Linked DNA regions of Rattus norvegicus: regions 1 and 3 are each linked to region 2. The links are chromatin contacts, called in public Hi-C maps. All regions are on one chromosome and are shown on one strand. The core of a region is the stretch at or near the end of the contact, and the rest is flanking DNA. Distances in the headings are between cores, read along the strand shown. Region 1 holds the start of Dlc1 (DLC1 Rho GTPase activating protein). Region 2 overlaps Dlc1 (DLC1 Rho GTPase activating protein). Region 3 overlaps Dlc1 (DLC1 Rho GTPase activating protein).

Region 1 (3,721 bases), core at 968-3,467, 120 kb after region 2:
CCTTGTTGGTGATCCCTGACAACACCAGAGAGTGATACTTAATGCTCTTTCTTTCCCTAGCATTTTACTCGGTTATTTTTGTAAAATAGTTCAGACCCAGGGCCTTGCACACAGTGGAGAACTGCTCTGCCACTGATCTCATCTATTCTCCTAAAGCCCCAGAATTTCACTTTCTGCATATTAAAATCTGTTTTTTTTCCCCTCATTTTAAAAAGCCTTAACAAAGCTTAAATTGTCAGCGACAAGGTCAAAGCATCAATCTACATCACTCAAGGCTAGAAATGAAGACTTCTATTAGCTAACACAGCCAATGGTTATCTTGTCCTTTACAGAAGTTTATGATTAACATCCTTATTGATTTCTTATGATCCAACTGGCAAAACCGCTCTCCCTCTCTCACTGCAGTTCGTGTTTGTGTCATGGATCTTGAGATAGGCACGAACGTTTGTTCTCTTTGCATACTATTCCATACAGTTTTTCAAAAATAATTTCCTTCTAAATATAGCATCATCTTTGTCATTGTAATTGGCTTATATTGTGCATTGCTACATTTATTTACTCCTGGACCGCACATTTAGCCATTGAGAAAATTTAGACAGTTGAAGCATGGTGACAATATGACTTCACGATGACTCGAAATATGAACGGTGGTCAGCTAAGCTTTCTCATGACTGACGGGATCGTACACATCACATCAGCTATTCGGTTTGCTTCAGTAACACAGAGCATTCCCACACCATAAGATCTGAGCGGCGAATCCAAGTTTAATGTAAACCAAACGCAATTCCGACACTTAAGCTCCCAAACTGACATTAAACGTGTAGAGACAGAAATAACTTGTAAATGTGTTCATCTTTACTTTTCTTAAAATAATAATTTAAGTTGTGTATTAGTAATTGGATATGTGACTGAAAATAGTTGGGGGAAATACTAAAGAAGTTGACCTTCATAGTTTTCAGTAAGACACCAATTATTCTTTGAAAGCTCATTATTAAGAAAAAAAAAAAACGTTGTAACATCATGTTCTCCTTTTGTTGGGAAAACAGAGAGGAGGAAGGATTTCCTGATGCTTCACACTTTAATATGAGAAGATTCATTGGCCTCAAGATGTGCTACACCTATCGGCAGCGGCGCGTTATAGATGAATTGGTCAGTAAGTTAAGAATAAAAAGGAGATCAGAATAAAACATTTCTGTATGGGGAAAGAGACTAGAGCTAGAGACTAGAGCTGTGCGGAACACATTTTAGAAATGACATTTTGCTACAAAGATTTTGACTCGCAGCTTTCAACTGACTACACATTTTCCCCTTCTGCTTTTCAGGGCTCAGCTCTGAAAGCCATCAACAGCTGGCCGAAGGTGCCAAGGTTCCCAGCTCTGTCTCCTACATGACAGTTGCAGCAGCCTCTTACCTGGGTCAGGAGTTGCTGTTACCGCCAAAGCATGATGCTGTCGCAGCCAGGATAGAAGAGTCTGCCCGGTTAGTGTCTCCAAAATCTAAGTTCACATTTCTGGCTGAGGTCACGGGCTCTATTCTCAGCAGCTCTCTTTAACAGCAGTGTGTGATTCTAACAGAAAACACCCTCTGCAGCTGGAAGGAGCCTCAGCTAACTCGGGATCCTGTCAAGGCGATCCTAGTGACTTCTGTCTTCTAAATGCAGACTGATGTTTTGCGAGAGGGGCCTCCACAAGCAGGCCCAGATTGCCTGCAAAGTATTTCCTGCCTCTGAGAAGTTTGCATGTGAGAAAGCCTGCATGAAGCTGAGGGAGGGGAGGGGCCGAGCAGAGCCGCCTGGGCGTTGAAGCTCTGATTTTACACAGAACTGAAGTGAGTTTGTCAAAGCTCTTGAGATGATTAGCTAGCGTCAGAAAGTCCTAGAGTCCTTCCTATCCCACAGGGCTCGTGGAAAACAAGGAAGAAAGAAAGCGCAGCCTCTCCCCTCCGCGCACAACGTTTCTACTGTGTTAAAGGGAGAACACTTCTGCTAAGACTCATTTCAAAAGTTTTCTAAGACAGCTAGATGAAGGCTGAGACTTCTAATACCGTAATTCTTCTAAAGTTTAGAACTTTAAAAAATAACTTAAAAATTTACATCCTGGACTTGAGAAAAGTCTGTAAGTAAAATTCCGAGAATCCAGGAAGCAGAGCATTTCCTTCTTCTCTCTCCTTCACACCCCCAGAAATCTGAACAGAACAGGGTACTTTGTGCCACAGCCCATGGAGTCTTCTTACCTCCAGTCAGGGATCCTCCAGTTGCAGACAAGCACGGCTAGTGAGGCTGGAAAGGAAGAAGGCAGACTCCATCTTCATCAAGTTAGAGTCCTGCTGACATTAAACACTTGCGAAGCTTCCTCCGGTATGGCGGAGTCTCTCAATCACATCTCTAGAGTGGCGAGCAGACTGTGTGCATTTTTTCCCAGACAGCTTGTGAACTCTCATCTGTTTATCTCCTCTGCTTTTGTGCCTCCACTGCATGACTTCCTCCTAGCTGCTCCAGCCTGGGAGCTTGGACTACCATTTGGTTTTGATTAAAACCAGACAGCCAACTCTGGAGAATTTAGGGAATAAGCTAATGGAAACTGCGAATGTGGCTTTAATTAGCGCACCGATTAATAATAGATGTTAGCTCGTCTTATAATAAGATTGTTACAAACGCAGTGCTCAAATCATTTCTGGAAAGAATTCATACCGAGAGTCTCTTTTATGACCCAGAACTCTCCCTCAGGGAAAACGCAAGGGTAAAAGGGACTGTGGCCTTGGGACATGTAGGTTGTGGCCAGGCCATTGGGACAGCTTCCTTGTTTACACCAGAGACACAGGAAACAGCATCTGTCCATTTATCTTATTTGGTCGAAGCTACTCAGTAACCTTTCCCTTTCATTTTAGTTACATTGGAAGGGTTCCTTCTACAACTCTGGGTAACCTAACGAGTCCTTTAGATTTTTACTGATTAGGGATCAGATGAATCTAATTACCGACTCCATGAGAGGGTTATACATTTTAGCTTGTCAATAATGTAGAGTGTAAGAATAGTTCCAATATCCAAGTTAGAAATGAGTATAGCACATATAACGAGATGCTGGAGTTGTTGAGCCCGCACGTCTCCACAGCTGTCGGCTTATCTGAATTTAAGTGGCTCTCATTGTTTACGAATATTCTCACGTGGTCTTAATTTCTACAAACGCATGTAGGTCCTCCAACAGCGGAATGGCCATCTTTCATTTTGCCCTGACAACACCGTGCAGGTGATAACTTGATGAAGTATGAGGTTACAGCTACCGCAGCTTTCTTCACTGGACAACTGACTTGTCTCAAAAGCAACAGAAAACACAATTTAGAGAAAAGCCAAATCGCAAAACCAGGTTCAAGCCACGTAGAAACCAGAACATGTCATGTATTCTAACATAAATATACTAGCGGGGCTTGCCACGGTGACAAAGGTCTGGAACTCCAGCTCTCGGGAGACCGACAGGAGTACAAGGTTAGTTTATTCTACATAGAAAGACCACGCCAGCAAGAAAAAAAAAGGGGGGGGGGTTCAGAGATATCCCAGTCACTAAAGTGCTTGCCACACTGAGGGATTCAAGAGCCTGACTACAATACCCAGAACCCACCTAAAAATTATTGGGTATGGAGGTGCATGCCTGTAATATCAGCACTGGTTGGGCAGACACAGCTGAATTCTGGGAGCTCACTGCTGGCCCTACTTAATGAATTTGAG
Region 2 (3,377 bases), core at 595-3,094:
TCTTTCCTCCGTTCTCTATATGGTAGATTCATCTGACTTTGACTAGTCAGTACATGGTTTAGTGTCTCATTTTCCCTTGATTCCCCAGTGCTGCATCAGGCATCCTGCACAGGCGTTCCCTAGCTGTGAGTGTATATCTCTGTCCCACGGTCTACCTATCCCTAAGGAGACCTGTTGCATCTCTGGCCTCTTGAGCAGTGCTTAGGTACAAATAGGCACAAAGTAAGTGATTATCAATAACTAGACGCAGCATTTGATTTTATAATGCATCATCATGACTAAGCAAGCACACCATGAAGAAGGTAAATAAAAGTGGGACACCAGAAACTGTGCTGAGCTGGGAATGGCGGGGTCAGACACCAAGTACGTAAGAGCAGTCTAGGAGCTCATCTCACTGCAGTCTTGTGCATCCGACTTGTGGGAAAGAATCTGGCCTCATCACCATGTAGATTCTGTTTGCTACTTCATTTTGAAAAGGGTGAGTGTGTGTGCATGTATGTGTGAGTGTGTACCCGTATGTGAATGTGTATATGTATGTATACATGTGTATATGTGCATGTATGTGTTTTTGAATGTATGTGTGCCTCTATGTGTGTGTGCGTGTATCTGTGTGTGCATAGTGTTAGTGTGTGTGCATGTGTGTGTATGTGTGTGTATGTGTGAATGTGTGTGAGTATATGTGTGTATGTATGTGTGCACATATATGTATTTGTACATGTGAGTATATTCATGTATGTGTGAGTGTTTATGCATCTATGTGTGTATGTATGTGTTAGTGTGTGTGTGCATGTATGTGTATGCTCTGTGAGTGTGTATGTATGTATAAATATGTGTGTATGTGTTAGTGTGTATATGTGTGCATGTGTGTATGTGTGTATGTGTATGCATATGTGTGTGTATGTATGTATGCATGCATGTATGTGTGAGTGTGTGTGTTTGATAATGGAAAATAGGATACTAAATGTCCAAAAAAAATGTGAACAAATGAGGACAAATGACTTTACTAGAAATTACTTTTATGGTTCCAGAAAAGTCTAAGTCAGAGGTTCAAAATTAAGCTTTCTTCAATACCTGCTAATAAAGCCTAAACATTTGGAATGGGCCCTTCTATCATTATGAATCATCGGCTCTTTGTGGCCATTTCCATACACAAGCCTTAGCATTGCTTGTAGGTTGGTGGTCAGTTTACCACATTTCAAGAAAGCATGCAAACACATTCCTCAGCGCTGATGAGGAGGACCACACATCTGCAGACACCAAATAGAGGGAGGAAACCCTCTTCTCGGTGTTTGTGTTTGTCATTCACAGAACACTGGCACTTACTCACTGACATCCGGATTACCATAATGACACTGCATGGTTCATTAACTTTCTTCATGTTTTGACTGTGTGCTCAAGTATGTCTTCACCATTTCAGGAGAAAAGAATACACCACTGAAAGAGGAAAGCTAACTGAGATAAACAAGATGTTTATCTTACAGGAACCAGTCATACTTACTCATTTTAATATCCTATTCAACACAAAAACTTTTGGTTCAATAGAAAAGGGTCTATGTGGTGAGCTATTGCAAAGCCAGGGAAACAAGTATTCCAGGAACATATATGTTTATACGATGTGTTCTTTGGAATATTCCTAATGAGGCATGATTGTCAGGATATATCTAGCACCATCCCGGGCAGTCACCATGGGTGGGCCCAGGCCAAGCAACAGGAAAGCACGCCCTCTGAAAACCGCAAGGACAGCTGTGGCCCAAACCCAAATGACAGCTATTAAGTGGAGGGCAGAGAGAGGTGACTGAATTATTAATCTCCACAGGCCTCATATCCTTAGATAATGGCCACATTCACCAGTGTCGGACTGAACACAGTCATGTATTGTGGGGGTTTCCAGGCTCATGAAAGACCTCTTCATCTTTCAGTCTTCCCTGAGGTAGAATATTCCAGTCGTTCTGAGAATTCCACCCAGTGCATTGTTCCTTATCTTACTGTAGGACAAGGCAGACAAGGATGTCCTTTCTGGGATGTGGGCAATCTCATCTCCTCAGTTAACCCAATTGTCCTGGTTGGGCAATTTTTCAATTGTTTGTGTGTTTCTCCTTAGTACAGAAAACACACGAGAATGTGAATCAGCCTAAAAAAAAATCTGTTGCAGGATTTAGGAAACACACACAAATATTATGCAAAGCAGTCAATCCACCAGAAGGATTTTCATGTCTTACTCTTAAGGAACACATTGACTATGTAGGTTGAGGCAGAAAGATGTCTTATAATCCTAGAAAGCTCACAGTGTCTTGTTCAGAGAGTTACTTCCATAATCTCACCAAATCTTTGTGAATCTCTTTAAGAAGGGTTTAGGTTAACTAAAATAAAAAGGATTTGAAAGCTGACTTAGTTAAACCCTAAATGAGCGAAGACACCACCTTGTGCATTTTGCTGTCATAAATAAACCATACCTACATTTAGAAAATTTTAGGAACGATCTATAAATGCATGGTGCTTTGTTTTATGAAATCAGCTTACATTCTAGATTTCTATTGTTTTTTACAAAACTTAATCTAAGTGCAGCATTATAATAAAATAGAATTAGAGAACGTGTGAAGAATAGACAAACTGTGTGGTCCTATAAACTGTCCCTTTCTGCATAACCAGGTATATATGGAAACCTGAGAGCTATATGTTTTCATGTTTAAATTAGTCCTGTGCAATTTGTCTCAGTTTGGAGGAGAAACGCATGGTGAGTGGTTTTGTAGCTTTTTGTAGACTTTACATTAGAGTAGGGGACTCCACCTTTTGACATGGCTTAGCAAAGGTCAGGCCGAGTCCATTTGAAAGTCCCCAAATTTTCTTTTAAAACCGGAAGTTTCGTCATCGCCATCATCATCGCCATCATCACCACCTATGATGAGCATTGAATAGTAATTTATGCACTCTGCACCTTGTCCACTAGTGCAGCTCAAAGAAAACAAAGTGCTTGCAGCATTTTGTGGAGTAAATATTTCATCAGAGTATTGGAGAGCAAAGGGGGAAAAACAGGAGGAAAATTTAGTGGACATCAGCAGCAAAATATCAGGGGATAATGATATTCTGCTTGTCAATATCTGAAAAGGTTCAAACTGCACTGCTTTTATTCCTGCCTCAAGGCAAAGAGCACTTAAGGCTGGATGCCTGTCTACCATCTTGACATCTTCAATGGAAAAGGATGAGCTCTGCCTTTTACTGTGATCTACAGACCATTTTGCATCACACTGAACATTCTTCAACCATGCTTGGGACTATCACTTGTTTTCTTCAATAATAGGAAAAGAGTGGGATACCGCAGGTGAACGAGGCCAAATTCCTAGGATTTGCCACAGACAAGCGTCTTCCTTCCTGTATTT
Region 3 (3,589 bases), core at 13-2,512, 84 kb after region 2:
TATGCCTTCCATTATGTGGAATTTAAATATGGCATCAATACATGGGGAAATAGATCACTGGCAAATCTCAAATTTTCTGCTACCTCTGGATTCCTCAGCCTTTAAAATTAAGAGGGGTGAACCACTGTAGTTTATAAACTCTCTAGCCTGTGGTAGTTTATTACAGCAGCCTAAATGACTAAGAGAAATTCTAATTTTTCTTAGCTTTCCTTTACTCAGCCACTATTTTCCCCACAATTTTGTAATTGCTCAAAGAAAGTATAGGCATTCATTAAATGAGAGCATATCTAGATGAAGATATGTACAAATAACATTCTTTTATTTAAAATTGTTTTACATAGCATGTTTTGGTTCTGTTTTTCCCCTCCTTTAACCCCTCTCAGAGTCTTCCACCTCCTCCCTACCCACCAAATGTTCTGTTCTGTTCTGTCTGTCTGTCTGTCTGTCTGTCTCTGTCAGAACAAGAAAGTAAGCAAACAAACAAAAACAAAACTCAGAACAAACAAAAACTATTAAGTCAAGTGGTAATTTTTAGAGACAAAATTATTAAAACTATAACTACAGTTTAAGAACAAAACCAGATGATTTTTCTTGTTTCTGTAAATGTTTTATATTAGCAATAAAATCGGATAAAGAATCCTTTTTATAAGGGTACTTGCTGTGATGTAACAGAAAAATTTTCTTTCCTGAAAATCTTTATTTTGAAGAGAACCTCCATTGTAATGTTGAAGTGAAAAGCCTTTTTGTTCTAATCAGGCCTTTGATGAACACCACGATTAAAACAATGAGCTTCCTGTTATTTTAGTGCGTACCCAGAAGCCAAGGGGTTGTTTGATTCAGTGGATTTAAAAAGTGAATAAGAGATCATTTTATGAGCAACAACCATAGAAAACAAATTTTATAAACTGTGTAAAGGAAGACATAACCATAACCATAATTTTTTTTAGCTCTTTGGTGAACTTGGGGACTGCACAATCTGTGGCTGCCACTCAGATGGTTAGAACACATGCTACAGGGGGTAGATGATGTTACAAAAAGTGTGAGTGACTTGCAGGTATTTGAAGTATGTCACTAAGAACTGAGCCTACTAGATAAGTTGACCGCAGCTATCATCTTGAAAAGCTAATTAGAGATGAATGACACCATAAAACTCTTCTGAACAGAATGAACCATTGCTTCTCCCTTCACCACATCTATCATCATGTCCATCATCCCATCCATCACGTCCATCATCCCGTCCATCATGTCCATCATCCCGTCCATCATGTCCGTGACTTCCATTACATCCATCATCATGTCTTTCATCATATCCATCATCACGTCCATCATGTCCATCACATCCATCACTTCCACCATCACGTCCATCATCATGTCCATCATCACTTCCATCACTTCCATCATCACGTCCATCACATCCATCACTTCCACCATCACATCCATCATCACGTCCATCATCACGTCCATCATCACGTCCATCACATCCATCACTTCCACCATCACATCCACCATCACGTCCATCATCATGTCCATCATCATGTCCATCACATCCATCATCACTTCCATCACTTCCATCATCACGTCCATCACATCCATCACTTCCACCATCACGTCCATCATCACTTCCATCATCACATCCATCATCACTTCCATCACTTCCATCATCACGTCCATCATCACGTCCATCATCACGTCCATCATCACGTCCATCACATCCATCACTTCCACCATCACATCCATCATCACTTCCATCATCACATCCATCATCACTTCCATCACATCCATCACATCTATCACTTCCACCACCACGTCCATCATCATTTCCATCATCACATCCATCATCACTTCCATCATGCCCATCATCATGTCCATCACATCCATCATATCCATCACTTCCATCATCACATCCATCATCACTTCCATCACTTCCATCATCACTTCCATCATCACGTCCATCACATCCATCACATCTATCACTTCCACCATCACGTCCATCATCATTTCCATCATCACATCCATCATCACGTCCATCATGCCCATCATCATGTCCATCACATCCATCATATCCATCACTTCCATCATCACATCCATCATCACTTCCATCACTTCCATCATCACTTCCATCATCACGTCCATCACATCCATCACATCTATCACTTCCACCATCACGTCCATCATCACTTCCATCATCACTTCCATCATCACGTCCATCATGTCCATCACTGCCATCACTTCCATCATGTCCATCATCACTTCCATCATCACGTCCATCACATCCATCACATCCATCACTTCCACCATCACATCCATCATCACTTCCATCATCACGTCCATCATCACGTCCATCATGTCCATCACTGCCATCACTTCCATCATCATGTCCATCGTCACTTTCGTCATCATGTCCATCATCACTTCCATCATCATGTCCATCATGTTCATCACCATCACTTCCATCATCATGTCCATCATCACTTCCATCCATCTATCATCACGTCCATCACATCCATCACATCCATCATCACTTCCATCACGTCCATCACCACGTCCATCATGTATCTCTGCATTTTCTATAGTACTCAAACTTGACAATTTTTCACAATCAGTGCTTCACTGAACTCCAAATAAATGTTGTAAAATTCCCACTAAATAATCAGTGTAATAGATGCACACACATGAACACACACACATGAACACACACACACAACACATAACACACAACACACTGCATACATATAATTAATTTCAGGCTGTCCAACAGAGCCATAGTGACAGCAGCTACAGCCATATTATTTCTGACAAAGATGATCTAACTACATATTGGAAAAAAAGACTGTCTTTAACAAATGATACTGGGAAACTGGATATTTTTATGTAGGAGAGTGAAAGTAGATCCTTATCCCCACTTCACATGGAAACTGACCCTAAATGGATAAAAAAAAATCTTAACAAAAGATGTGCAACTCTGAAACTGCTAGAGGAGAAGCATGAAGACCATGTCATAAACACAGGTAAGAATATTCTTGATAGGATTCTAGTCACTGAGGAAACAAGTCCAATAACTGACAAATGAGACCCACGAAATTATAAGGCTTCTATGTCAAAAAAGGAACCACTAATTGAGTTAAGAGGCAGTCTAAATGATGACAAACACGTGATAGAGGATTAATATTCAGAATACATAAAGAATACAAAGCCACTAAACAAGAAGGAACTCAGAAGAAACTCTCAATAGGCCAGTAAATACGTGGAAAAGTTTTCAAAAGTATCAGCTATCAGGAAAATGCAAATTTAAACTACTCTGTAGTTTCATCTCACTCTCTCAGAATGGCTATCAACCAAAACCATGTAGCAATGTTGGAGAGGGTGCGAGAAATGAGGAACATTGCTCACTGCTGGTGTGTTTGTGAACTGGTGCAGCTGTCATGAAAATCCACATGGATGTTGCTTAAAAAAAATCGAGAAACAGAATCATCACATGACCCAGCCACAGGATGGTTGGGCACTCCCCCCAAAGAACTTCGAATCCCAGCTCAGAGATATTTACACATCATGTCCCTTGTTAGTCTTTTTGCACTTAGGAAATTTGATC

The links. Hi-C and Micro-C count contacts between places; a contact is called where the count stands out from the background.
Region 1: a contact with region 2 is called in a Hi-C map of Schwann cells, with 4 times the contacts expected there. The contact joins the promoter of Dlc1 here to the enhancer-like site in region 2. A contact is called at or near these places in 4 of 12 Hi-C or Micro-C datasets (the A7r5 cell line, Schwann cells, frontal cortex and 1 more).
Region 3: a contact with region 2 is called in a Hi-C map of Schwann cells, with 3 times the contacts expected there. The contact joins two enhancer-like sites. A contact is called at or near these places in 2 of 12 Hi-C or Micro-C datasets (Schwann cells and liver).

What each region holds. Positions count from the first base shown.
Region 1 is chr16:61,993,497-61,997,217 of GRCr8, reverse strand. Dlc1 (DLC1 Rho GTPase activating protein) reads right to left here and starts at 2,217. Exons shown (of 18, transcript NM_001370997.1): 1 at 1,412-2,217.
Region 2 is chr16:62,115,033-62,118,409 of GRCr8, reverse strand. The region is part of intron 4 of Dlc1 (DLC1 Rho GTPase activating protein); the gene reads right to left. Among named protein-coding and RNA genes, the nearest start is that of Dlc1, 120 kb to the right of the region's middle. Within about 2 kb of position 1,844, at least 9 of the 93 cell types and tissues checked have an H3K27ac peak or open chromatin away from gene starts, as enhancers often do. A contact at or near this core is called in Schwann cells, where this site is marked.
Region 3 is chr16:62,030,439-62,034,027 of GRCr8, reverse strand. The region is part of intron 2 of Dlc1 (DLC1 Rho GTPase activating protein); the gene reads right to left. Among named protein-coding and RNA genes, the nearest start is that of Dlc1, 37 kb to the right of the region's middle. Within about 2 kb of position 1,262, at least 5 of the 93 cell types and tissues checked have an H3K27ac peak or open chromatin away from gene starts, as enhancers often do. A contact at or near this core is called in Schwann cells, where this site is marked.